Linked DNA regions of Gossypium hirsutum: region 1 is linked to region 2. A link is a contact called in public Hi-C data. All regions are on one chromosome and are shown on one strand. Each heading gives the region's core, a stretch centred on a gene start, on an enhancer-like site or on the middle of the called end of the contact. The rest is flanking DNA. Distances are from core to core; before and after follow the strand shown.

What was found. Hi-C and Micro-C count contacts between places; a contact is called where the count stands out from the background.
Region 1: a Hi-C map of leaf shows a contact between it and region 2, with 2.5 times the contacts expected there. The contact joins the promoter of LOC107917907 here to the promoter of LOC107918016 in region 2. A contact is called at or near these places in 2 of 34 Hi-C or Micro-C datasets (both in leaf).

Annotation. Positions count from the first base shown.
Region 1 is chrA01:25,270,334-25,274,690 of Gossypium_hirsutum_v2.1, forward strand. It overlaps LOC107917907 (50S ribosomal protein L27), which reads right to left and starts at 1,672. Exons shown (of 5, transcript XM_016847317.2): 1 at 1,114-1,672; 2 at 679-903; 3 at 1-59. The coding sequence starts at 34.
Region 2 is chrA01:24,589,782-24,593,743 of Gossypium_hirsutum_v2.1, forward strand. It overlaps LOC107918016 (proteasome subunit alpha type-1-B), which reads left to right and starts at 1,839. Exons shown (of 2, transcript XM_016847505.2): 1 at 1,839-2,378; 2 at 3,703-3,962. The coding sequence starts at 2,028.

The sequences.
Region 1 (4,357 bases), core at 422-2,921, 680 kb after region 2:
TCCTTTTGCAGAAGGTCGTTGCAATGTTAAACATATCTAATATCCGTAATCAAAGACACCTTGAAGAGAAATCAAATAACATGATTTTCATCAAATATTAAGTAGTACAAAGAAATCAAATTCCCGAGCTACTTAAGAACATAAAAACCATAAATCGATCAAAGCGAAATGACTGGGGGAAATTCGAGGGCTTTCACAATAGATATAAAGGGTTGTACCTGTCTCCTAATGTGATACGATTGGATCGATCGTCTAATTCATCAATTGCGGATCTTTTTCTAGGTTTTTTTTTTTTTCCTTTTCTTCTCTTGGTATGAAGTAATTATCAAACAAATTTTATAAACTCCTATAAATCATTCAGGAAAGCCAGCTTGCTCTAACAACATATAATCCAAGCAAAAGTTGAAATTAAAAAGGCAAAGTTTAGTAAGCTCAGACAATACTGAACCACATAGATCCTTAAATGATTGAATACACTGATATTGGTTTATGATTGTGCAATTTGTACAGCAAATTAATAAGAAAATTATAGATGGGGACCGAATCAAATAAAAGAAAAGCCCAAAAAAGGATCATGAAATACAAGAGATATATTTTGAACACACCCACAATTTCCATCCATTCAACAATGTCTAACTTACTCAAAGTACAAGAGAAAATTACTAAAACCAAACTGACCTTTAGCAGCTTTAGCTAACAATGGTTGAGCACTGGAAAAAAGGTTGCTTCATGTACCAGTTGGATGGCAGAGTAGCGGAGGCGAAGTGGTAGCAAAGGGGCAGCACACTATTTCAGCTTCTTGGGTTTTTTTCTTAGGTTAGAAATTGAAGTTTTGAACCAAGCCCATTGGGTAAATCTTTCAAAAGAAAAAGCTTACCCGTCAAAACACAAAAAACCCCTTTACTGAAAATGAAAAAACTTCAAAAATTAATAAAATATATTTAAAATTAAAATTAATAAAATATATTTAACATTATTAATAGTTTTTATTTCTTTCATAAAAATATATGTGTGTGATGAAACTAAATGGTTATCTTTCACCAGTATCTTGAACAAAGCAGTAAATGCTCTGCACTATGCACCATGCCACTATCCAACAAGTTCGTTAAATACCTTTTAAACATCATCCCGATGTGGCTAAGGCTAACCACCATCCTTGGCTTCCTCGCCATGAATCAACTGTCTCCCAAGCTCTAAAAATGGATCTCCAATTCGGTTCTACCATTAAATTCCCCGCCGGTTCAAGCTCCTCGCAAATCATATCGAATGTGTGTTTACATATTCGAAACGCGCGTTTGAACCACCACCGGCATTGTCGGAACTAGCTGAAAGCGTCGAAGAACTACCGGCGACGGAGCCTGATTTACGAGCTCGCTTCTTTCTGGAATTACCCAACTCTTCTTCCGTTTCAAACCAGTAATTTCTTCAATTTTTGCTTCAGCTTCAAACAAAATTCAAAGCCAGTCAGCCATAGATGATGTTGTTCTTCTTGCTTTGCTCCCTCGTCTAAATAAGTCTTTAAACCCGTTGTTTTCTTCATTGGCCAAAGATTCATCACTAACTTTTCTACCCATTTTCTTGTTGTTCCCATTGAACCCATTTTCCATTTCCTCAAAGGAATCGAAGCTGTTATTATAAGAAAATTCTTGTTGATCAAAAACAAATGTGAAAGAACCCATTTCCATTTTACCAAGAATATTATATTTGTAATATTTTTATTAATTTTTTAAATAACTTTTATTAATTTAAAATAATTTTTAAATTTCTGTTCCTTTCTCACATCTAGGCTTTTTTATCTGAATATTGTGAAAAAAAAAACCTAAATAGTATGTTTGGTAGATTATGTACCGAAATGGTACATGAATGTAAGTGGAAGTTGGTGCATAAGCGGCACCACCCTAAAATCTAAAAGAGTAGACTAAAATATATATATTAAAAAATTGAAAATGCCATCTAAATAGGCAACACTAAAGAAATACGGGTCATTTACATATGACCAAAACCCAACCCTCTGTCGACCTGCTGACATTAAGGTGACAGGACCACTAGTGATGCCTAATAGGTAGGCGGCACACCCCCCGATCATGCCAAACTAATAGGCAACACTAGGGTGGTGAAGCCAACCTCATAAGCACACTCTTGACCCCTGCAACAGTGGCAGTGATGGGACAGGACTATGCCCGTGAAATCTGTTTTGGGGGCCATTATAAGGTCCCCAATGTCCCCATTTTGGCCGGATGAAAGGAAAAAGAAATTTAGAAGAAGAAGAAAAAGAGAGCGGGAAGGGAAGGAAGGGAAAAAAGAGAGAAGAAAATAGAAGCTGAATAAAGAGAAGAGAAGGGAAGGGAAAAAATAGAAAAGGAAAGGAGAAAGGGAAAGAGAAGAAGTTGTGTTTGGGATTTGAGAAAAAATTAGGGTTAGGTTTAGGGTTTGAAAAAAAATTAATCAAGAGGTTGTATTTGCAGTTAGAAGGATTTGGTGTTGAAAAGAATCATAAAAGATATTTTTTCTATTTACTAATTTTTTGTTATAAATAAATGTTTTTTTCTTTTTTTTATTTATTTTGAAATTAATTTTTAATTTTATTGTTGTAAGGTATTATTTGGTTAAAAAGAACTATTAAGGTATGTTGGTATTTATTTTATATTTTCATTCATAAGCTTGTTTTAATGTTTGTTTCAAGTAAAAAAGCCTATTTATGTTATGTGGAAAGAATGTTTTATTTTTTTATGAAATTTATTTGTCTTGTGTGTTTTAGGTTTATTAAATTTATTTTTTATGTAAGTTATTTGTCATGTGTGTTTTAGGTTTATTAGATTTATTTTTTTATGTAATTTATTTGGAATTTGTGAACGAAACCATTGAGTTGGAATTGATGAAATAAATTAAGAATAAGAGTTTACGTGTTCTAACTTTTTTAGATTTTATAATTGGGAATAAGAGTTTATGTGTTTTAAATTTTTGAAATTTCTTTTGAATCCTTGAATGAAAAAATTTATATTTTTTGACAACAATTAAGTTGGCATGTTATTATCTTTTAAACCAATATATTCTACTTATTATCATTTTAAAATAATAACAAGAATATTCATATTTATTATGTTGAGATAATTTATGTTATATTTCTGTTATATTTTTTTGATTGGCGTGTTATTTTTATTATTTTAATATATATTTTTTGTTTTTTATGTAGGTAAAAGTTTAGACCATTGAGTTGGAATTTGTGAATGGGACCATTGAGTTGGAATTTGAGTTGAAATTTATAAGATATATTTATTTTGTTAATGTAGTATAGCAAAAAAATATGATGTGGACAAAACTGTTTGGTATTTCTGTAATTAAAAGCAATATTTAGGTATTTTGATAAATATTTAAAATGCATCAAACTTAGAAATTAATGATCAAATTTTTTTTTGAAATTGCAAGTATTGAAATGGGTTCATTGATTAAGAACAATGATCACATATCAAACACTGTTAATAATATAGTAATATATTGTTATTTTTTATTCACAGGTTCCCTTAAAAAAAGTTCCACGTCATTTACAGAAATAAGTTATGTTGTAATTACTATTTTCTGTAATTTAATAGTGTTAGGGCCCGTACCGCACATTGAGGGGTCGGGTGAATGGTTTAGGATATCCCCCGGATGAACAACTGATGCCATACTTGGAGTTAGCCAGATTCGGGTCAGCAACATTGATCCGGACGTTTGATTTGCAGTACGATTTACTATCTGCATTAGTCAAGCATTGGGGCCTGGAAACCCACACTTTTTATTTTTCATGTGGGGAATGCATTGTCACTCTAGAGGATGTTGCACTGCAACTTAGGCTCCCAATCAATAGGAGTGCCATAACGGGCGTAAGTACGATATCTTAGCCGGCCGCCTTTTGTTATAGCGTACTAGGAGTCTCGCCCAATGATGCAGAGTCCAAATTTACGGGTTTGAGATTTTCATGGATGAAAGCCAATTTTGAACATTTATCAATTAATGCCACTAAGCAAGAGGTGATATGTGCAGCTTAAGCGTACATTATGCATGTTATAAGGGGTGTATTGATGTCGGATGCGAACAATAACAGGGTTAATTTGATATATTTACCCCTATTAACTGATTTGCAGAATGTTCGCTCATATAGTTAGGGTTCCACAGTTTTGGCTATATTGTATCCTGAGCTTTGTCAGACGACAAAGCCTGATGCCGTAGACATAGGTGGATGCCTCATATTGCTGCAGTCTTGGGCACTTTACCGGATTTCATTCTTGGCATCAGTTAGTCACTAAACATATGTATTCTACTGATGAATAGGTGACAAAATTTTACTTTTTATAGTAATTAATTTACATTTTTTTTC
Region 2 (3,962 bases), core at 589-3,088:
AAGAAATTTACCAAACTACCCAGGACTACCATCCATTTTTCTATGACTAAATTACAGAAATTATCACTTATGTTTTAATTATCGAATTTTAATTTGTTACGAAATGATTATTAGCATTATCGATTATAACATGTTTGTCATTGAGCCATTAAATGTCGTTAAATGATGTAACGATAAATTAAACAGGAAAGATATCACACGCCTAAACGTATTCAAATCCAAATTTTTCATATTGTTGTAACTCAAAATTAAACCCCAAATCATAATTTAAAATATTCAAACAAGAGCATAAGCGTCCAACTCAAATATTATCCAACACACTTAATTTTCAGATGACTTGATGAAAAGTCTCCAACCTTAAATCTCATCCAACCCACTTAAGGGTTTGTTTCTTTCATTAAAAATAACTTTCGGAAAATAATTACTGGAAAATAACTTACTTTTCTAAAAAAGTTAATAGTTTTTTGGTGTTTGGATGAATTTATATAAAATATATTTTTTGTTGTTTGACAGATTTCTTAAAAATATTTCATAAAAACTATTTTCAATGAAACAAATATACATTTGATATTTTCTTATTTTTTCATTGTTTAATTGAGTTTATTTTTTTATCTATAAATTTATATTTTACATTTTTTGTCATATATTAAAATTATTTTGTTAGATTCAGGTCATTTTTTAGTTACATAACAACCAAGCGCGTATTTTTTATTTAAAAATGTGACATCAACAACATTGACAAAAAAATTTAACAATGTCAATAATTGGACTTGATTTTCAAATATGAAAAGTAGAAGGACTAAATTGAACAATTGTGAAGAGTACATAGACTCATGACATATTTAACCTTTATACAACAAAATATTTATTATTAATATATTTATAATTGTAATAAATAATTATTATTAAAATATTAATATTGAATATTTTCAATATTATGTGAAGAATATTATTTAAATTTATTATTTTTAAAATTTATTATTAAAATAAAATTGAAATATTAAATAATTTATTAAAATAATAAATTATATTAATTAATTTATTATATTATTAAATATAAATAATTAAATATGTATGTTTAATAATATTAAAAATATAATATTTTATATTAATCTTTTAATAATTTTAAATATTTTTAAAAATAAAAATAAAATTTGTTATCAATATAATAATATTAAGCTTGATTTAAGTTAATTTTTATATAAAAATAGAATTACGTATAGAAGAGCTCTTTTTCGAAAAATGACTTACGCTTTTCAAAAGGGTAAGACATTTTCCGTTGACCAAATTGTTTTATATTAAACAAACAAAAGAAAATATAAAAAATATTTTCTGTAAAACTTTTTACATGTAAAAAACTAGACTTTAATTTTCAAATCTGAATCCGAAACAATCATATATTTTTATTAAATTAAAAATGATTCAATCAAAACCAAACCTTATCCAACACATCTCATTTTTTAATTTTAAATAATGATGTTTTCACTAGATTAAAAGAAATTTGATTAAAAATATCCTATTTAAATTGTATTAAAGATGTTTATGGAATAAATCAGGCCTGATTCCCAAAAAATAATTTTAGACTCAAATCCAACTTTCCCTATCTAAATTCTCCATTTTACTAAGTAAAAAGTAATAAAAATATTTTTTAATTATATTTAATTACAAAATTATATAAATATTCAAATAAAATTATTTATATATTTTTAAACAATAAAATAGGCCGGATTGGCCCAAGGAAACTAAATCCAAACCCGGGCAAACACAGACTGTGCTGGGCGGCCCATGAAACCTCTAAACGCTATCCTATATTACAGCTTCATTAGGCCTATTGGCCCATTTTCTTGTCGAATGACCCCAATATTATTAGCATTGAACCAAAGCCATTAGAAGGGCTTTCGTTTTTCTCTCAATCTGTCTTGAAGAAGAAGAAAAACCCTCTTAAAATAACCAGAGAGAGTGTGTTGAAGTCAGTTTCTTTCAATCGAAGAAGAAAGCTAGCAATTAAGACGGTGGCGTAGAGGAAAATGTTCAGGAACCAGTACGATACAGACGTTACCACATGGAGTCCTGCGGGGCGGTTGTTCCAAGTGGAATACGCGATGGAAGCTGTGAAGCAAGGTTCAGCCGCGATCGGGCTTCGATCTAAGACCCATGTAGTTTTAGGTTGCGTCAACAAGGCTAACTCCGAGTTGTCTTCTCACCAGAAAAAGATTTTCAAAGTCGACGACCACATCGGCGTTGCCATCGCCGGTCTCACCGCTGACGGCCGCGTCCTTTCTCGGTATATGAGAAATGAGTGTATTAACTACAACTTCACGTATGAATCGCCACTTCCTGTTGGCAGACTTGTCGTCCAACTTGCCGATAAAGCGCAGGTCTTTCATTTCTTGAAATCCTAAATCTTTGAACTTTTTTCTTTAAGGAAAAGGGAAATGACCTTTATTTTGAGTGTAGTTAAACTGATGGGTAATGTTGATATTTGGGTTTTCTTTGAGAAATTGAAAGTTGAAACCCTAATTAGTGGGTTTCTACTGAAGCATTTAAGTAAATAGAAGTGCAAAATTAATCATAAAATGGTTATTGACTCACAGTTAAGCGCGGCTTCCGTGTAGGAAACATTAATGGATCAAGTAATGTAGAAATAGAACTGCCCATTTGCGTTACTGCTGAACTGATCAATGATTGAATTAATAGCCGAAGTTCTATCTGGAATAGAGGAAAATGAAACGGATAATGCGGATTAGTATAATACAAACTGACAGAAGTATAACTGAGGGGATCTCTTTCCTACTGATTATGTATTCAATTGGTGAGTTAGCTTTACTTGCAAGTTATGGATGAGGGTTTGACTGTAATTGGCATCAAGTGACTTGGTCTGGTAATGATATTGTATTTGCGATTTGTTTCTGACCAAAAACTTCAGGGCATAAAGCAGGCAATAGACTATTCCATAGAAAGGCTGATTTGAAAAGATTGTGGGAGGTGAGTGTATTCCAGTTATTGTCTTATTACCTTGTTAGGCTTCTGTTAATTGAAGGATGAGAGTATAATAGGATTGAAGCTCAATTGTCGTTTGAATGGGCTTAATGGTTTCTTTGCATACAACTCGGAGAGCTTGGCATGCCTTTGTGTGCTCGGTTTTTGCTGTTCTGGTGTTAAGTGATTGAGTAGCAGTTTTCTAACTTTTTCATGATTACTTGATCTGTTCATTTGTTGATGCAAGAAGTGAGGCTGAATGATAAGTCTTTGAGGTTGGTTATGGTGAGTGACCGTAAATTGTGATAGATGATCTATGTTTTCATATGGCTCTTTGATTAACATAAAAACTGTGGAAGCCCTCTGATGTTTATCTTTTGCTTCGTCTCCTTAGTGTTATTCTGTGCTTACCCATTCAATTCACTGCTAAATTTTGTATATTTCTCAACTGTATCTTAATTCAATTGCATATTTGGAGCTCTGACATTGTTTGTAATAATCTTGGAATCTAACATGATTTTTGATAGTTATTCTCTTATTAATGTAGTGAGTTCACTTTTTCTTTTGATAATTTTGTTTTGGGGTGTTTACTTTTAACCCCATTAAATGAAACATAGTTGATGCAAAAGATGGCAATTTCTTGCGGAACACCAAACCTAATAACATATTAGTGTTATTTGTTTGTGCAATTGAAATGGGGGACATGCTTGTGTTTGGTTGCAGGTCTGCACCCAACGCTCTTGGAAACGACCTTATGGGGTTGGCCTGTTGGTGGCTGGCTTGGATGAATCTGGGGCTCATCTCTACTACAACTGTCCGAGTGGAAATTACTTTGAGTACCAGGCTTTTGCCATTGGGTCACGCTCACAAGCTGCAAAGACGTACTTGGAGCGGAGGTTTGAGAACTTCGCAGATTCCTCTCGGGATGATCTGGTCAAAGATGCTCTTATGGCTATAAGGGAAACCCTGCAAGGAGAAACTCT